2 separate regions of the Macaca mulatta genome follow, and region 2 is linked to region 1. A link is a contact called in public Hi-C data. All regions are on one chromosome and are shown on one strand. The core of a region is the stretch at or near the end of the contact, and the rest is flanking DNA. Distances in the headings are between cores, read along the strand shown. Region 1 holds the start of FAM117A (family with sequence similarity 117 member A). Region 2 holds the start of NXPH3 (neurexophilin 3).

What was found. Hi-C and Micro-C count contacts between places; a contact is called where the count stands out from the background.
Region 2: a contact with region 1 is called in a Hi-C map of fetal cortex germinal zone, with 2.8 times the contacts expected there. The contact joins the promoter of NXPH3 here to the promoter of FAM117A in region 1. A contact is called at or near these places in 5 of 14 Hi-C or Micro-C datasets (CD4 T cells, cortical neurons, fetal cortex germinal zone and 2 more).

The regions. Positions count from the first base shown.
Region 1 is chr16:60,216,720-60,220,487 of T2T-MMU8v2.0, reverse strand. FAM117A (family with sequence similarity 117 member A) reads right to left here and starts at 1,766. Exons shown (of 8, transcript XM_077971239.1): 1 at 1,664-1,766. It overlaps KAT7 (lysine acetyltransferase 7), which reads left to right and starts at 1,279. Exons shown (of 12, transcript XM_077971234.1): 1 at 1,279-1,450. The coding sequence starts at 1,436.
Region 2 is chr16:60,438,175-60,441,869 of T2T-MMU8v2.0, reverse strand. NXPH3 (neurexophilin 3) reads left to right here and starts at 2,365. Exons shown (of 2, transcript NM_001266633.2): 1 at 2,365-2,546. The coding sequence starts at 2,493. It overlaps LOC144335610 (a long non-coding RNA gene), which reads right to left and starts at 327. Exons shown (of 7, transcript XR_013406560.1): 1 at 109-327.

The DNA of each region.
Region 1 (3,768 bases), core at 517-3,016:
TGGCCCAGGACATCCCCAAGGAGAGTGCTGGCTAAGGGTCTGGAACTTTAACTCTTTTGAGTTCTTTACTTAGCACATCAATCAGATGTTTACCTTCTGCTACTTTGTTCTTTAGCCCCTGGGGAAAATCTCCATCTTAACGGGGGGAAATCTCCATCTAAAGGGGCCTCAGATTGAAATTGGGGTTAGGGATCCTAACTTAATGACTGAGCGTGCCTGGGTTCCACCCAGCCGCAATTGGGCAAGACTTGGTCCTCTCAAGGCTTTTCCTCCAGAGAGGTTAAATCTTCAACGCCTGCTCTCCACTTTCCAGCCTTTTCTTAAGGCTCTTCTTTCAGCCTAGTATCAGTGACCAACCTCTCCTTCCTAGGCCCTCTCATTATTATTCAAATTTCCATTCTTTTGGGGGCTTCAGCTTCAGTAAAAACATTCCCTCTTCTTCCTCCGCCTCAAGCATCTGGATTCCAGAGGTCATTTGAGCTAAATGCGGTTCAATGCTTTTCTGACTCTGGTACTGCATTCCCGGGACACTTTCAAATCACATTTTTCACCCCAGGGCCCCCAGTGGTCTCAAACCCAAACACAGTGCGGGAAGGAAGTGGGCGCTCGCCACAGAGCTAAATTGGGAATTCTTTGAGCTGCAGCTTCTGGAGAATGGTTTTGCCTCCTCCCCGCGACATCAACTAACTTACTTGCTGTTAGCTAAGAGCAAGGACAATGTCTCCTCTACCAGACAGGAAACTTCCTGATGGCGGACGCTAGCCTTTAGTTCCTTTTTCAATTCCCCATTCCCACCCCTTCGGCACCAGGATGGTTCTTAAAATACAAAGTTTCTTTCACAAAACATCCCTCTGCAACTTTTGAGTTTATGTAATAAACGGAAACGTCCTTTAAACAATCAGGCAACGAAGGGGTTAAATCTAATCTCAGCAACCTGATGGATTCCGGGGGGTTTCCTTCCTCGACTCTGGAAATTAAAACGACCGGGAAGGGAAATTTTGCCCTAGGTAAAGATGAGAACCGTTTACATCAACTGTCAGGCTTCTGCCCCAAACAAGAATGGCTACCCACGCCCACAAACAGCGCCACTCGCGTTAACTAAAAATGGCTGGCCCCGGATTCCACCACTGGAGTCACTTTCTGCCCAACTTCAAAATGGCGCCCACTAGCTTCACCAAAAGGATCTAATCTCCCAGCACCCTCTTTGGCCCGTAACGTCAGGGGACGCGAGACCCAGCCGGAAGTGAAGGAAAAAGCGCTTCAGCCCGCGGCGCCTGCGCAGAACGCTCCAGACGCTGAGAGGCAGGAGGCACTAGGGATCGTCCGCAGGATTGGGACTGCTACAGAGGCCGCCACGGAGCCCGCCGGAGCCACCGTTCCTGCTGCTGCTGCCGCCGCTGCCCGAATCGGAACCGTCGGGCCGCAGCCGCCGGCAATGCCGCGAAGGAAGGTGAGAAACGGGAGAGGAGGGATGGCGGGTTTCTAAGGACAGTCGATTGAGCACCGTGACGCAGTTGGCCACGCCTCACAGTGCTTGGGTCCCAACTTCCCGCTCCCCCGAACCTTGCTCAGCCACCCTCTCTTCTGTCCATATCCAACAGAAAAATGTGGGCCCGACCCTGGCCTCGGCCTATGCTTGCAACTATTCCCGCCCTCTGCTTGCCTGGATCGGAGGCGTTCTTATTAATTGGTCGCTGAAACGTCAGGAAGCATATTGATTGGCTGGTGACGCCGCCTGTTTGGGCTCAACGGTCACCTCCCCGCGTGCGGGGGCGGTGTCTGGCCCCGGCCCTAGCGCTCTCCCACTGGCTGGAGAGAACGATCCCTCCTCTCCTGATTGGTCGGGGTTGGCAGTCTGTCCTGTGGGGGCGCGGCTTAGGCGGACCTCGATTGGGTGGCCCGAATCCCCGCCTTTCCGAGCGGGGACGCTGATAGGTGCAGAGGCGGGGTTTTGGAGGCCTCGTTACTTTCCAGGTGAGGGGCACAACAAAGCAGAAGACTGGGTGGTGGGAAGCCGGCGCCCACTCCCAGGGGATCCCACTCAGGCCAGTTGCCTCCAAGCGGTAATCTTTACTTGCTAGTTCGACAGCTCCTAGAAAATGCAGTTGGCAAAAACCGAAAACTTCTAGAATTAGAAGGGACTTAGGAGGTCACCCAGGAATGGCCCCCTACTTCTTACAGTTGAACTAACGGAGGTCCATGGAGTGCCGCAAGCCACTCAGGCAGTGGCAGGTCCAGAATATAGAACAAATCTAACTCAATTGAACAAATGTCTATTGATTACTTTCTGCGCGGTGGTTGCTGACGATTCAGAAATTTATTAGACGTGATCCCTGGCTTAAGGGTATCACAGCCCGATAGGAGAAAACAGACATGAATAACCTTAGGACGATCTAGTAAGTTCTCTGCTTGGAGGTGTATACAAAGTGTTACAGGAAGGAAGTGAAGGAGCAGTTGGTCTGCTCTGGAGTACAATGGGAGGTATACTGGTAAAAGCCACAGGGAAGAGCTGAGTTCCAGGATCAAGCCAGGAAGGAACAAGTCTCACATCAACGCTTTAAATATCTAGATAATTAGACTATAATGGTGACTTTTAAGATTCCCCCTTCATTTTAGCTGTTTTCTGTGATTCTTGCTTATTTTAGACATTTTCTGTGATTCTTGCTCATTTCCTGGCAGGTTACCCTTGAGATATTTGGAAAACTGGGTGGTATTCTTGCTCATTTCAGTAGAAATCTTTCTCTTCACAGAGGTTTTTCAGGCTGAAAATGTATGCTTTTTAATGTCTCCTAAAATGATCTCAGCTGGTGGGTGGTATGTATGGTTTTTTTTTTTTTTTTTTTTTTTTTTAAGATGGAGTTTTGCTCTTGTTGCCCAGGTCGGAGTGCAATGGCATGATCTCGGCTCACTGCAACCTCTGTCTCCCGGCTTCAAGCGATTCTCCTGCCTCAGTCTCCCTAGTAGCTGGGATTACAGGCGGATTCCATGACGCCCAGCTAATTTTTGTGTGTTTAGTAGAGACAGGATTTCACCATGTTGGTCAGGCTGGTTTTGAACTCCTGACCTCAGGTGATCCACCCGCCTCGGCCTCCCAAAGTACTGGGATTGAAGGCATGAGCCACCGCGCCCAGCCGGTGGTATGTGTGTTAAGGCTCACTAAATGCAGGAATAATATTGGTGCCTTGAAATAGGGCCCCAGTCTTCTTTCTTTTTTTTCTTTTTTTTTTTTTTTGAGACAGAGTCTCGCTCTGTAGCCCAGGCTGGAGTGCAGTGGCAGGATCTCAGCTCACTGCAAGCTCCGCCTCCCGGGTTCACGCCATTCTCCGGCCTCAGCCTCCCGAGTAGCTGGGACTACAGGCGCTGCCACCTCGCCCGGCTATTTTTTGTATTTCTTAGTAGAGACGGGGTTTCACCGTGTTAGCCAGGATGGTCTCGATCTCCTGACCTCGTGATCCGCCCATCTCGGCCTCCCAAAGTGCTGGGATTACAGGCTTGAGCCACCGCGCCCGGCCTGTCTTCTTTCTTAATTTCCTGAATACCAGGAGTTTCTTGAAAATGTACATTTTTTTTAGTAACCTGTTTGGCGGCAAACCTGTCTTAATCTGTCCTGAGGCTACTTACGGTTTTTGTGTGTCTCATTTAGTGTGACTGTTTATATCTTTTGCTGCAGAAGTATTATGTTTTGTTATTGCACCCAATATTTGCAGGATACATGCAAAGTACTCCCCTTCTAAAAATAAAAAAAAAATACGAATTCTAAACACAACT
Region 2 (3,695 bases), core at 1,116-3,615, 220 kb before region 1:
AGTATCACCTCCTCCAGGAAGCCATCTCTGACCCTCCCGCCCCTGCCCCCAGCTTCCTCGGTGCATCCATAATGTCTTCCTTGTTCAAGGATCTGTTATTCCACTCACCACACTGAGTTATAATGATCGATTTTCATGTCTCTGTTCCATACTTGCCGATGAGATCCTTGAGGGCAGGGACGGTGTCCCATTCATCTCTATCTCAACCCCTGGCCTGGCGCCTGGCACGGCGGACAGGCTCGGCCAGTGGGTGATGGATAAATGCGGAGGGGAAACTTGAACAAAGCGAGAGCCAGAAATGACCAAGAGGGGAGTAAGGGCAAGCCTGGCAGGAGGAGCAGCCAGAGCAAATGTGTGGGAAGTGGAGGAGCGAGAACTTCCGTTTATTGCACTCCTACGACTGCCCGCCAGCCATTGTGCCTGCGCTTTGTTTGCACATTTTGTCTCATTTGGTTCTTGCAAGAACAGATCAGGAAACGGACATCAGAGAACCAAAGTAACCTGCCCAAGGTCACACAGCCAGGTCTGGAACAGAATCTGGGACTGTCTGGCCTGAAAACCTGTGCTCTTTCTGCTGGGCCACACAGCTCTCCTAGGGACAGGACCTTCTGGAAACCAGACAAGGAGTGGGCCCAGCTACGCCCCTGCCTAGCTGAGCGCCGGAACCAGCTGCCCACACTCAGGCCAACAGCTTCTCCCTCCCAGCCGGACCAGAGGCTTAGAGGCCAAAGATTTGCCTGTTCCTTCCTCCCCCGGCTATGGAGGGTCTTTGACTAGACATGCACGCCTCCACCCCCCCACCCCCCCACCAGGAAAGAGCTGTTGCATCTTGGTACGGCCCAGGGTGCCTGGAAATGCAGGGGGTTCTGTGATGCTGTCTGGGTTTTGCAGAATCTGTCTCCCTCATCGCACTTGGCCCAGGCTGATATTAAGATTCATCTGCATTCCCCGCGCACCCGCCTGGCAGATGGTGGGGGAGGAGGCTGGGTGCGTGCCGGGGTTGCAGCCACGGGACCAAGCTGGGCCTTGGAGGGCCACAGAGCAGAGTGCCCACCCACTGTGCCCCTTGTGCCCAGCCCAAGCTGGGACCACTTCAAATGATGGGGTGCCTCCTCACCTTCATAGCCTCCAAGGGGAGCCAGGACTTGACCTTTCATTTTTCTAAAGACTAAAGGGACCCTGGAATTCCAGGAGGGAGACCTGAAGATATGGAGTGGGGGTGATGCAGGATGGGCCCCAACTTTGGGAATCTCAGATCAGGGTTGTGTTCTTCCTCCTTGCCCTGGAGGTTTGCAGAGACCCCGCTGGGATAGGAGCCGCTGTCGGCCTGGTGACCCCTGTGGCTTAGAGAGGGCAAGTAGTGAATAATGAAGGGACAGCCTCCAGGAAGGCCTTGCTCCCCTCACTCTCCAGCTTCTCAGGACCTGCCCGCGGCCCCAGAATCTAGCCCGGCTCCTATCAGCCTTTTCAGCTCGGGGGCCCAGCCAAATACTTCCTGTCACAGTGGCTGGACCCAGGAGGTCCAGGGATTATCTCAGCCCCTCCAAGTAAAGTAGAAGAGGGAAGGAGCAGACATCATAACAAAAGGAGTGCAGGCTAGACACCCAGAAGGACTTCCCTCAGCGCAGGTTTTGGCTCTTAGAACAGGTTTTGAAAAAAAAGGATCTTTCTTAATTCTAGGATTCCTGAGTTGGGGGCAGGGCAGCAGATTCTTGCTGCCCGCTCCCGGGGAACAGGCGCCCTGCCAGAGGGGTGGAAACGGTAGGGTCCCTATCCCCCGGCCACCACCCTCTCCCTTCCTCTCCAAGAGCTACTCTGCCCCCGCGTGCCGTCCCCTCCGCGCTGGAGAGCCCGCGTCCTAGGTCCCCGGGCTGCGGGCCGGCAGGGGAGGAGTTAACTCCGGAGGTACCGGCTGGGCTCACTGTACCTGCCGCCGCCGCCGCCGCCGGTGGGAGGGACGAGGAAGCGGGAGCCGCCTGGGCGCCAGGAGCGCTCTAGTCTGGCGGGGCGCAGCGCGGGGAGCGGGTAGCCTGGGCTCCGCGCGGCCGGGGGCGTCCGCCAGGGGGCGCGCCGCGACGGGGCGGGTGGAGCAGCCTGGTCGGGGGAATTAGCGTCAAGGACGGGCGCGCGCGCAGGTCCCTAGCACATCTGGGCGAGAGCGGCGCCGCTGGAGCCGAGCGGGGCGCCGAGCGCAGATCTGGAGCAGCAGAGCCACGGCGCAGCTGGAGCCCTTCGAGGCGCTCGGGGCGCACATCTGGGACCTCGAGCGGGGGCCGCGCCGCGCGCAGCTGGACCAGGGGAAGGGGGCGGCGGCTGCACAGCTGGACCGAAGGGGGCGGGGTCGGCCCTGGGCGACCGGCTGAGGGGAGGGCCGCGGGCCGCCGGGGACTGGAGCATGGGACGGCGCGCCTGAAGGAGCAGGAAGGGGACGAAGAGGCCTGGGACCCCGTAAAGAGAAGAGGAGAACGAGGGGACGAGAGCGGAGGAGGAAGATGCAACTGACTCGCTGCTGCTTCGTGTTCCTGGTGCAGGGTAGCCTCTATCTGGTGAGTGGTCCGCGGGGAGCTGCGCAGAGGGGCGGGGGCCCGGAGGATCAGGGGAGAGCGCGGGAAGCTTGCGAGCCCTGAAACTTTCTCCCTTCCCCCGACATGCCGGGGATGGCGGGGAAGACTGGAGGCTGGGGGAGAGGGCGGGTCCGAGGCCGGAGACTGGACAGATAGGGTTAATAGGGGCGGGAAGAGGGTGCTTGGCTGGCCCACCCACTCCGCGGCGGGTGGCTGGAGGTGCGACTGGCGCTCGGAAAAAGGCCCGGAGCGGGGTCGCCGGGGTTACCCGACCCCTTCCCGGAGCCTCAGGACCGCGGAAGTGGGGGCGATGGGGCGCGGGTCGTGACCTGCAGGCTTTTCCCCTGACCTCCGGTACTCCGAGAGCCCCGGGTTCTGGGTCCCCCAGAGCGCGGAGCCGGTCCAGGCGGGGGGCGGCCCCCGCGTCCCTCCCTCCCGCCTTCCCTCCCGCTCCCTCCCTCCCCGCCTGTTGTTTTCCTCTCCTCTCCTGGCTGCGCGCAGCCGGAGCCCCACAGGACCTGGGCAGGCGGCTCCCGCCCCGGGCGCTCGCAGCAGCTGAGCTGAGCGCCCAGAGCCCGCTCCCCGTGCGCCGGCTCCGCGGCTTCTCGGCGACCCACGGCGCCGGGGAACCCCTCCCCGAACCCAGCCCAGGGGCTTAACTCCCCTCCGACCGAGCGCCCGCCAACCCTCCCCGCAATACTGTCGTGGAGAAGCCTCAGCCCCGCATCTGGACCTGACCCTTTAATCAACAAGCCCCTTGCCACCGCCCCATGCCACGGTGGGAAGAGCCCTTCCCTTCTCACGGCCCCAGCTTTACCCTCCAGCCACTCAGCCGTGATCCCCAGGAACAAGTACCTACAGGTCTGCAGCCCTGGACCGAGTCCCCGAGCCTCCCCTCCTAGCCGTCCCTCTACCCCACCTCTGGGGCCTGGCAGTCAGGGCCAGCCTGAACTGTGGGGCAGAGACAGACTCGGCCACAGCACACAGCTGCCGGCACCACCCAGACCAGAACACAGGCATGAGGAGCCCACAGCCCCTTGGAGCCCTACTGTCCCCACCCCAGTGTCACCGCCAAATCCAGATGCCCCTGGTGCTGGTAGTAAAGACACCTAGGGAGAGTGGTTGCTTTCA